Regions from separate parts of the Anas platyrhynchos genome. Here region 1 is linked to region 2. Evidence: chromatin contacts called from public Hi-C data. All regions are on one chromosome and are shown on one strand. Each heading gives the region's core, a stretch centred on a gene start, on an enhancer-like site or on the middle of the called end of the contact. The rest is flanking DNA. Distances are from core to core; before and after follow the strand shown.

Region 1 (5,666 bases), core at 2,169-4,668, 38 kb before region 2:
CAGTAGCACAGTATTAGGAAGTGGGGAGGGGTCTCATCTGATACCTCTTCATACTACACCTTCATCCTTTCCAGGCCTGAGCTTCACCTTTCCACCAGCTGCAGACCTTAATATCCTCTTCTTGCCCCTGGCCTGCACAGCTCAAACCTCTCCTGGCTGGTCTCCCTCTGCAGCTATGGGCTGTTCCATATTCCATGCTAACAGCAAATTTGATCCTGACATCACTTTCACCAACAGCTTGTTTGACAGACAGAAATGAAGGAAAGCATGTGGTGGGGACATTTAATTGCTTGTGGTGTAGCTGATTAAAAAGCTTTTAGAAGGAGCTTGGAACAAATTTTTCTTCAAGAAGGAAGGACGAGTCTCCCGATCAAAGCCAGGAGATATCTCCCTTCTGTGACCTAAACTAATGATACAGATGTTCTAGATAGCCTAATTCATCACTGTTTTCACCACTTAGATGAATTAGATAAGTAGGATGTCCACAAATATGTCCAGAAACTGTTTCAAATAACAGCCAACCCAAGCTCTCCTATGGTCCTGTGTGTCTGCCAGCCAACAGGCACTTACAATGATGCAGGGCAGGGTCCTTTGCAAAACTTCATTGCCCTCTGAAAACTCTAACAAAGGGTTCAGTCTTGAGCTGGAAATGGATCTGCAAACAAGGTGAATCCTTTGCATCCCTGAGCAGTTCTGAACAGTTCAGCAAAGCAGTCTTGAAGTTACCTGCGCCCTTCAGCATAGCTGTTGCTGTCATTTCAGTATTGCCTTAGAGTTTGAAGGAAAACAAGAGACGTCATCCTGCAGAAGCCACTTCTGAAAAAGCCACAATGTTTTCTGTCATCTTGCAAGCAAGAACAGAACTAAACAATTCATTGTCTATACAGGAAAACTAAAGTGCCTATGGGGAAAAAAAAATCATAACACACTTTGCCATTTTCAGGCTCTGCAATCTTTCAGCGTTAGAAATGTGAAAGTGTACTAACTTCCAAAGCAAAAAAAAATAAAATAAAAAAAATTACCAAACATCTGGGAAGCTCCAGATAATTATTGACCATGTTGTTTATCAAAAAAATAAATAAAACAAAAAAGTGTGGTAGCCACGATTAGCCCTCTGCTATCACACAGACCGTACTATACAAGCAACCACTGAAAATTTACTGTTTCTCACATATGTTTGCCTAAAGGACTGTGTTCCTGCTTGTAGCCACCTGGATGAATTTTGTTTGCATTCACACCACTTGAGGGAAGCCCGGCCAGGAAGAGATCTGAACCCTGGCAAACTCCCTGCGCCCTGCTCCACTCAGCCATCCCCACCCGCAGCTGCAGAGCAGTTGCAGGCCAGCACATGCGTGGCCATATGCAGAACACCCCGGAGTCGATGAAACCACATCACGGGCATGAGGAAAACCAGGTGGACACCAGACAAGATTGGTTGCAAGTGCAGGCTCAGGCCCAGGCACAAATTCAGGGGATACATCCCTGATGAAACCACAGAAGAGGCAGCAGCTATTCTGACAGCAGCAATCAGAGCCCAAGTTTCCAGCAGGCTTTTAAAAGTGTCAGACCTCCTGCACTGGCCCAGAGATGAAGGCACATTCAGAAGCTATTTATTGCACTTCAGGTTCTGTTTTCACTCCATAAAGAAAATAAATGTTTTGGCCATGAACACAGTCAGTTGTTTGGCTTTTGCTAAGCGTACGCAGGGAAACTTCCTAGTAACATCTTGCACTGTCATCAAATACCACGAATTTGTTCCTTTCCACTGAGCTAGGCTCAGGCTTGAATTCTCAATCCATAGACTTTGAACTTGACTCAGGGTAACATTGTTTTATCTGAGGTTCACAGCCTCTTGAGGCCATAGAGGGCCAGCCAGAACATCTAGTCTGACCTCCAGCTGCCACTAGGCCACAGACTTCAGCAGTTCCAGAGCAACACTTGGTTTCAGCAAATCTCTGTGAGCAGTGCCAGGAGAATCCACAATATTTTTGTTTTTCAGCAAAGAAGAAGCCCAGGTATTAATTGTCTTGGTTTTGTTGTAGTTGTTGTTTGCTTGTTCATTTTGTTTTTATTTTCTGAAACGACTTTGAGAGAGGGAGCCACACAAAGACAGAAGTATGGTAAAATCTCCATCACTCTTACATCCCATCCAGGTGAGGACAGACCAGACCACGTCCATCTGTTCTTCTGGGTCTCAATACCAAGCTCAGGATGAGGCCTCTCAAACCATGTCTGGTGCACAGTCACTGGAGCACTTCCCCGCCTCTCGTCCCCACTCTTTCCACACCATCCTTCCCCACTGATGAATTGAGGAGCACAAATGATTCCCACAAAAAACATTATTTCTGAAAGACAGTTATCCACTGATAATAAAAAAAGGCTGAGCCCTCTGTGTAACCGCAACCAAGAAACTCTGTTGTAAAAACTGAGCTCATTCATAAAGAGAGACAAAAGGGGAAGCTGTGTGCAAGGAACAATTCACAGAGCACTGCTCAGTCAACTCTGGCCCTTGAGACCCTCTGCAGACCCTTGCTCTGATACCCATCTGCACAGGCTGTTCTCAGGAAACTTGCATGGGGAGATGGAGAGAAAGGTGAGATGATCTTCTGTACACATGGCTCCAAAACAGCAACATCATGATGACTTATGAGATACTTTCTCTTGCTTTCACCATCTCCAGAGATTCATACAAACTGCCTAGCGGGTAGGAATGCTTATGGCCAAAGTCCTGTGGGAAAAAATTTTGCTGAGTCAAGCTGGTTGAAAAACAGAAATTCCGCTTTGTGGGAAATTCCAGGACCTTTGTTTTCTCTCAAAATTAATCGGAAAAGTAAGAAATCAAAACTTTGCAGAATGACATTTCCAAGCATTTTGCTTGAGTATTTGGAAGAAAAGATAGGCCAGCCAGAGTTTTCCAAGCCACAGCTTTGTGGGATGTGTGCCAAGTATAAAACCTTTTGGACATTTCTGTGCTGCAATTCCCAGAGCCACACCACGTCGCAGTAAACAAGTGCAGCACCAGAGGCAGCACTCCTAGCAGCATCACATTGCCCTACAGAAAATTCAGTGTCTGTGCAGGCCACATGTGTGACTTTCCCCTAGCAGACACGCCAGGCTGGAAGGAGATTCCCTTCCTGGCAGAGCCATTTGTTGGGCTCTCCTGGTTATCTGTACAAGGTGAAAGTGTGTTTATATCGTGAGTACTTTCTCTTTTCACCATCATTACCTCTCCCACTCACTGTGTGTGTTCCAGTGACGTGCAAAGGAAGTTACAGCTGACATAGGAGAGGGACAGGCTTTTAAGATGTTCCCCAGAGCCTTGAAACAAAGGCTATTACAAGGAACTCTCTGTGCGTCTTCCAGCACAGAGAGCGTACGCACACCCAGATGGCAGCTCCTGAAGCTGGGATTGTGCAATCCTATGCAGCACCAGTGAGGCTTCATCCTGAATACTCACTGAACTGAGATCACAAGGCTGAGTAAGGGTGGTTTCATCTCTGCATCCTTTCACTACATCAAGAAAGGGAGTAATGGTCAGCAGCAGGCGGCTTCACAAGGTTATGCTCAGAGGACATAGTGTTTCCAGTGTGGTTGCACGTGGGACCACAGCCTCCAACACCCAGGCTGGAATTAGGGTGGGAAAAAGGGCAGGAACAGACCAAGGCTTGATGGTGCCTTTCTGTGCCAGAGCTTTACAGGCTTTCCCTAAGTCAAGCCAGAATCAGAGAGAGATTTCATCAAATAAGCAGTTCCAGGTTTCTCCAAGTGTCAGGGCACTATAAAGCATTGTTTAACACTGGTATGATGAATTAATTTTGCTAAATTCGGTCAGCACCTCCTGCTTCCAGACTGTTCAGTGGCATATTTTAACAGTGGCAAATGGAGGCACTGAGAGTTGCATCATGCGGTGCTGGTGAACTGAAGAGTGAATTTGCCGAGGACCAAGTGGAACACAAAGTGATGTATGGAGGCTCTTCATTGGCACACAGAAACAAGTTTAACAAACCACCACAAATTCCTTAAGGGAATCGGAGGACAGAAAGGCTGCAAGGAATAGATGTGGAGCACAGGAAAAAGCAAAGGGAGTTTAGGAAACAAAGTAGCTGGATTATTTCTTCCTAAATTGGAGCCTGAAGTTCCTCTCTGCTAAAGGTGCTGTATACTTCACACAGGCTATGCACCAGGAGAGCAACGTTGGGTCTCTCCACTGGGCTATAACAGGAATACAACTACAAGAAGTTATTTCAGATCACATATATTGCTGTCAAGGTGCAGGGGGGGTTACAAACACTAGCCCTGATTCTGCCTCCAGGCCTTGTTAAATGACAGGGGCTCAGTGTGGTCTCCAAAGCTGACTCACAAATTGCTCCTTGCATGGCCAGGGCCAGAGCTGTACCAGCAAATTCATTTTGGGGGAATGACTTTTAATGAGGCTTAAAAGGTCTGCTAGAGAAGAGGCGTGAAGCTTTCTAAAAATTTCATCGTGCTCACTAATTCTCCCAGACAGGAGAATCAAGACCAAGTGACTCGATCACATCCCTTCTCCCACCTTATTCCCTGGTCAGGAAACAGAAACAGCAGCATGGCACAGTGGTGAGAATGATGTGTGTCTGCAAGGGTGCCAGGAGTGCTGGATACACAGGAAGCTCTCACAGAGCTGAGCTATTGCTAAGAGGTTTCCAGTGGCATTGTTCTACCAAAACTGAAGTCAGGCAGTATATGGGGGAAAGGGGTATATACGAGCCTGATACTCATGTAGTACAGAGGGATAACACCAGGTAATTTGCTTTTTTAGCTCTCTTTGAATACATCGGGAATGGTTTGGGCCTAAGTGAGATTCCAGTGGATTCCAGCCTAGTGCAACTTTCTCTGCAGAGGAATGAATTCCACACCACCACCACCCAGAAAACAGACTATTATAAAAAGGTTTACTGTTTCTACTACCAAACTGTACAGGAAGAAGTGAAAAATAGCAGGACTGACAGCGTAGGGTGAGAGGACAGACAGATTATCCCTAGATCTACTGCAGGAGCCAACTTTTATGATGAGCACGGTTTACGCCAGCAAGGGTTCATCCACATGGTCAGATGATCCTGTGCAGTCTACACTTCAGTCTCCCCCCTCAAGCTACCCGACTTTGCAAGAGAGGAGTAGTGCCTTGCTGGCTCCCCTCCATTCTTCTGGGGCCTTATCCCACAGCCCCGAGTGCCGTGCAGGAAAACTGCACAGCTCTCTAAGCCCTTTCCCAGAGAAGTGGGAGGGGAGATGTCTGTCTGACCCAGGGCAAGGGGGCGGATTGTAGGAAGCCCCTTGAGGACTAGGAGCACGGGTGAGGGGCTAGCCTGCACCCACATTGCAGAGCAGTTATGTCAGCGGCCTTGGGGTTGTACTCTAGCCCATCTCCTTGGCTGGCCAGCCAGCTCGAGTCAAAAAGCATCTCTGATTTATAGGGATGTGGGTGTGGATGAAACACAAGTTACCAGCAACACTGGAGTTATAATCTTATTAACTCTGCAGTGAACACCCTAACCAAGCAGGGAGGCCAGAGAGACAGCGTGACTGGAACAGAGAAGCAGGGCAGCCAGGCTTGTAGTTCTGGTCCAGTTGTAGCCTCCCCACTCTCGTTCCCTCCACCCCACGCACCCAGCGGTCCTGGGGCCACCTGC
Region 2 (5,608 bases), core at 176-2,675:
ATGAATGGGTTTAGAGGCAGCACCTGAACACACAGGCCCATCTCCAGAGAGCTCCGGGCCCCCACGGGGCTCCTGTGCATCTCCTCTCCCAGGACGTGCTGCGACACCCGTGGTGGCAGGCTTGGCGGTGTTGAGCCGCCGGTGGACTCATTGCTATTGTGTGAAATGCTCCCTTCTTGCCAAATGGCTCCCCTCCTCTGCTAGCAGCGCAATCCCGCGATGACCCACTCCAGGGTGCGGCAGTGCAAGCAGTGGCCCATCCACCAGGCTGAGCTGGGTGGAAGCCCTGCGGCATGGGAGGGTCTCCTCTGGGAAGGGTGCGGGGGGGGGGGACCTACCTGCGCTGCGAGGTGCTCTGTCCCCCTCCAGTGGCAGAGGCCTTCAGAAACCAGCTCGCCAGGCCACACACAGCCATCTCTCATGCTTTTGGGCACTCGGGTCCTGCTGGTGGTGGCAATGCCATGTGTCGTAGCCGTGGTGGGCTCCAAAGCCATCAAGGCATCGTGCCAAGGAAGTCCCGTCAAGGAAGACACCCCAGCAGGACATCCTGTCACCCATAGCAGACCCCAGCCTGCCATGGCCTGGTTGTGTGCAGACCTCACTCTTTATGTAGAGCTGCGTGGCTGCAATATTTACTTAAGGTACAGCTTTCGCCTTTGGTTTCTTCCCTGCCTGAGATACTATTGTTTGAGATGGATGAAGGTAATCCACAGTATCTCTGTACAAAGAGCTACAAATTTTGTCACGTGTATGCCATGAGTTTCCTCATGGGGCTATAGCTGAGCAGGGGCATGGACTGTCTGAGACTAAGCCTACCTTTGTAGTACCTGTCCCTCCATGGGGAAATGTCCCAACTCTTGTGGAAGACCCCGAGAGAGCCCAGAACGTCAGGAACCACCTCAATCATGGCATGAAGATGCTCAGGGGATTGTCCTAGAGCACTTGCTGGCCTGTGGATGACGCAGCACAGACAGGCACGAAGCCCCATCCCCTGCAGACCCAACCACCTTTGGGCGGTGGGAATGTCCTCCAGGCTGGGCATGAACTGGGAGCGGGTTGGGTGAAGGTGAGAGGTCTGGGAAGATAAGGGAGCCCGACGAGCTGGCAGGTCTGGTGCTTTCCCTCTGTGGAACAACAGGAAGAAAACACATCCACACCCGCATGACAGATTTCACCTCCTAGGTACACACTGACTGCAGTGGGAGCACACGGTGGGGAAGGTAGGCACCACCAGGCCACGGCCCAGCTCGCCATCATCTGATTTCCCCCTCTGAAATAGCACACGCCGGGCACAGGCTGGCTTCATTGGGCTTGCTGAGGCCATCGAGTAGGAAGAGGATTTAATTCCAGTCAGTCAGAGCTGAACTGTTTGAGATGTGAGGGCAGGCTGGGCTGGGAGGAGGGCATGGGGAATTTGTTGGACCTACTGTGACCTCTACTGGCTTGGTCTGAAATTGGTGTGCTGGTTGGCCTGGGCTCTCCAGAGCGTGGTGGGAGCTGGTCCCCTTGCTGCAGGGCCTTTGGGAGCTCCCATGCCCTGGGGACCTCTGTCCCCAGCACAGGCTTTGCCCTCATTCCCATTAAAAATGTAACACAGCCCTCCAAATCACTCATCTCCAGTGGTGCTTTTTTGGGCCAAGTTGGGGCACCCAAGGCCTTCAGCCCCACTACCCTACAGGCATGCCCTCCAAGACTCAGGCCCCCAGAAGAAGCTGTTGCATCACTTCTGTTTAGCTAAGGGTTTTGATCTTTTCTCTGGAGTCGGAGAGCAGGAAGCTTTCTTTTTTAAAGGAAATCCGAGCTTTCAGTTTAATCCTGTGTTTTTAGGAATGCACGGATCTTAATCCAAGCCTGGAGTTTGGACTGTTTTAAGTAGATGTTGTGTGACATTTTAGAGCTAGCTGCATTTAATTGGTGACCTAGAGTCTGTTGCCACAGCTTTGTATGAAGTTTTAGGTTATATTTGATGAAAAACACTAAAACACACTCGCCCACATACGCCTCTCCAACCCCTGCATATAAAGAGAAATATGGGGGGAAGAGAGAGAGGCAAAATCATTAGCAAGCCAGTAGGGTTCTGAACCTTACTTTGAAAATCAAAACCAGAGACTCCTCGGTGGTGACGTATTAGATTGTCACAAACTGTTCCCATGAAAGACATCACAGAGCTAGTTTTGATCGAGTGTTTGTGTTTTTCCTACATGAGCTACTGCCCCTACAGCAGCACAAATGCTTCTCGCAGCAGAACTTCTCCAGCAGTTTCATCTTTCCAGCACAGTCCTTCCTGCAGCACTAAAACAGACTGAGTGGCTCGTACAGCTTCAATGGGGTTTGCACTCGTTTGACCTCTCTTGTAATCCAAATACCCTTCATCCCAGTGAGCACACCTTCTTCTGGGCTGTTTGTTCCTGCTAAACATGGGACAGATTCTCACCAGTGCTGCAATATGTACTGAACAAACACTGTGTCGTGATTTAAGAATAAAATCTGGTGACATGAAAAACTGAGACATTTCCAGCCTCCTAGAAAACATTCCTGGGTTACAGGGATGTCTTTAGAAAAGCTGAGACACACGGGCACATGACACAACACGTCCTTATCAGCCAACCTTTGTCCTGACCCGTCAGACTGCTTCTCTCCCATATGACGTAGCATATTGACTAGTTGACGTGCTCTTACTGTGATGCCTTAGCTAGAGCCCAGCCTTTCTTTAGCAAAGGGGATTGTCTGCATAGACGGGGAGATGTGGTTGGTTCACGTCCTGTCCCTCCGATAGCTGACAGTGCCCCAGCAGATATTAGTGATAGCAAGGAACAAATGATGGTTAAATGGTAGAGGGGGCAAAAAAAAAAAAAAAAAAAATGAGAGGGGGAGTTCCCAAATATGCACCATGTCTCATTTGTGGGGCTGCTGAGTTCTGCCAGGCGAGGCAATGTTTTCCCATTTGGTCTGAAAGAAAACTCGCACCATTGAGAGAGTTACAATGATTGCAGATGTGAGAAAAGCTGCCCTGCGGTATCAGCCTTGACCTTGCTGAAGCAAAGCTCTCTGAGTCTGTGAGGCAGGGTGGAGTGAAGCAAGATAACTGAACGAAAAAGAGACTCCAACGCTCTCAAAACAAGAGGCTCAACAACAGGTTAGGAGTGACTGAACAGGAAGCGAGTTGTGGGCTCTGCAGTGGGCTGTAGGCTGAATCCCCAAAGCTGGAAAGTTCCTTTCAGTGTCCGTATAAATATTTCTGTAAGTTATTTTTAAGCGTGTGTTTTGAAACTGAAATATATTTAGACTGGTTAAATGAAAATGTGGTTTACAGAAGGCTGCTTCTTTAGAAATTTCCCACGCTGGGGAGCCTGCTCTGCCCTGCTCAGCCCGTGCCCAGGCTGCCCGGTCCTGTGGGCAGCACTGAGTCAGAGGCAGGGGCTCCTCTCTGCACCAGGTAGCTGGGACCAGCCCCAGAACCAGCACAGGAAGGCTGGGTGCTGTTTCCATATTGTTTTGTGGTCCCAGCCTGCAAGAGTGGGGTAAGATCTGGTGCAGCATGTGAGGAGGGCCTAGGAGGAAATCCTGGATCTGGAGAAAGCAAAACCTTCTCCTTCCTGTGAGCTGCGGCCAAGAGACTTTCCCAGGGCACAGCAGGGGTCACAATAGCCGTCCCTTCCCAACGCAACGCGGAGCTGGGGTCCTCGTCACATGTGGCCAGATCCCACAGCACTTGCCGTGGAACCAGGATGTTGCTTTGGCCAAAGTCCAGGCTGGCCGGCACCGTTTTGTAGAAGCTAGGGATGGGAAAACAAGGTAGATAGTGAAGCCCCTCTGCTTGGTGGGTGGAAATGCTGCCCAGGTTTCCTGTTGAGGACAGTGGCATGCCGTGGTCTGCCTATCTCTTCCTTTGAAGTAGCTTTGATGGGTGGCAAACTTCTTCTCCTTGCTTATCCCAAGCTGCTCTGCAGTGCTGCTGCATACATGGAAACAGTTTTCCGTCCTAGCCCCAGAGAGTGTTGTTTTGCAGTGGACGGTGATGTCCTCATACCTGTGCTTAAGCCTGAAGCAAAAACACAGTTATTTGTGTCCCGGTTCATATAAAACAATGCTGGGAGTGGCACCATGTGTAAAAAATGCCTTTTCTTCCATATCGCTTTCTTGCTTTTTGCATTATCCATCCATCTTGTGAGCAAAATTCTCAAAAGCTTTCCCAGTGGACTTCAACAGGCTGGGTTGATTTAGGAAAAACCTTTTGAAGCTTCTCCGCTCTAGCCTGCACAGTTGGATTGCTTTTGGGGGGGAGTTCTGGGAAGTGCACATCCAACAAAACCTCTTTCCAGGACTCTGATTTTCTTTTCCAGCTTTTATAGATAGTCCAGCTGGAACAGCAGAATCATGTATGCTATAGTTTAGAAATCTGACCTAGTTCCTTTAATCCGTGCTAACCACAGGAGCTCTCAGAGGGCTCAGCATCACTGCACAGCCTCGCCAGGTCACTTGCAACACAGGCTTTAAAGAAACAGCTTCATGCAAGAGTAAAAACATCCTTTGATCGCTGTTAAATTGACCAAAAATAGGGGGCAGGGGGGCTTTGAGCTTAAACAACAGCAAACTTGAAATGAGTTTGGTTTCTTCTGCACATGAATGAAGGCTAAACTTCAGCGATGCAGCCTGCATCACCCATCAGAGCAGGGGAATTCCAGAAAACGGAGTGAGAGATGTATCTGGTAAATACAAATAGAGGATTAACAGCAACTGACCCAATGGCAGGACCCCAATCAAGATGCTGAAATGAAACACAGAGCTTACTGTAAGTCCCAGATTCCCTCCCTGCTCCCCTGCATATCCCCAGTGCATCGCTCCCCAGCACTATCTGTGGAAAGGCAGCCAAAAGGGTGGCAAGACAGTGAAAGTGTTATTAAATCCCAAAGCAAAGCAATGCTGCTACTTTTCCCACCCGGCTCACTGTCCTTTGAGGTCCAAAGCCACCTCTCTGAACACCATTTCTCCTCGCAAAGTCATCAGCCAGGCACTTTTATTTTATTCTTTTATTTTTCCATCATGCACAAGAGGGCTTCATTTTTTTCCTTTTTCTTATTTCTTTTTTTTTCCTGAGTGAGGGGCTACTGCCTGTAATAAAGAAGGGCTGAGAAAGCCACTTCTAGGGCGTTCTTTTCTCAGGGTAGGCAGAGGTGTTTATAAACCATATTCACAGCCTGCTTGGAGCCTGGTCTCTTTGCAAGCTACTCGCGTCCAACGATGATAGGTGCCGCACAGAAAGTCAGAGGAGGAGCAGACCTGCTCTCCTTCTAGTTGAAGCCAACGACAACATTTCTTATCCTAAATCACCCTCATCTTTTCCCTCTCTCATTATAAAAGCGCTTTCCCATGCTCCCAGCCATTCTCAATAGCAGTGCCCCAGCCCCCTCTGTTTCTTTTTTACCAGGGCTGTAGACTATATTCCCTTCCCACGAGAAAATGCCATTATAATGCTTGAGACTTTCTTCCCCCCCTTCCGTCCCACTCCCATTTCTGTTTTCTTTTGACCCACGCTGGGAAGAGCTTTCCACCCGGCCGTGCCCACCGATACTGAGCCTCCTGGCCAAGCAGCTGCAGCTCATCTGAA

The links. Hi-C and Micro-C count contacts between places; a contact is called where the count stands out from the background.
Region 1: a contact with region 2 is called in a Hi-C map of F1 follicle, with 2.3 times the contacts expected there. The contact joins two enhancer-like sites. A contact is called at or near these places in 2 of 8 Hi-C or Micro-C datasets (F1 follicle and liver).

What each region holds. Positions count from the first base shown.
Region 1 is chr3:35,019,058-35,024,723 of IASCAAS_PekinDuck_T2T, reverse strand. No RefSeq gene overlaps it. Among named protein-coding and RNA genes, the nearest start is that of VEGFA, 26 kb to the left of the region's middle. Within about 2 kb of position 3,418, at least 2 of the 8 cell types and tissues checked have an H3K27ac peak or open chromatin away from gene starts, as enhancers often do. A contact at or near this core is called in F1 follicle, where this site is marked.
Region 2 is chr3:34,979,533-34,985,140 of IASCAAS_PekinDuck_T2T, reverse strand. No RefSeq gene overlaps it. Among named protein-coding and RNA genes, the nearest start is that of MRPS18A, 40 kb to the right of the region's middle. Within about 2 kb of position 1,425, at least 2 of the 8 cell types and tissues checked have an H3K27ac peak or open chromatin away from gene starts, as enhancers often do. A contact at or near this core is called in F1 follicle, where this site is marked.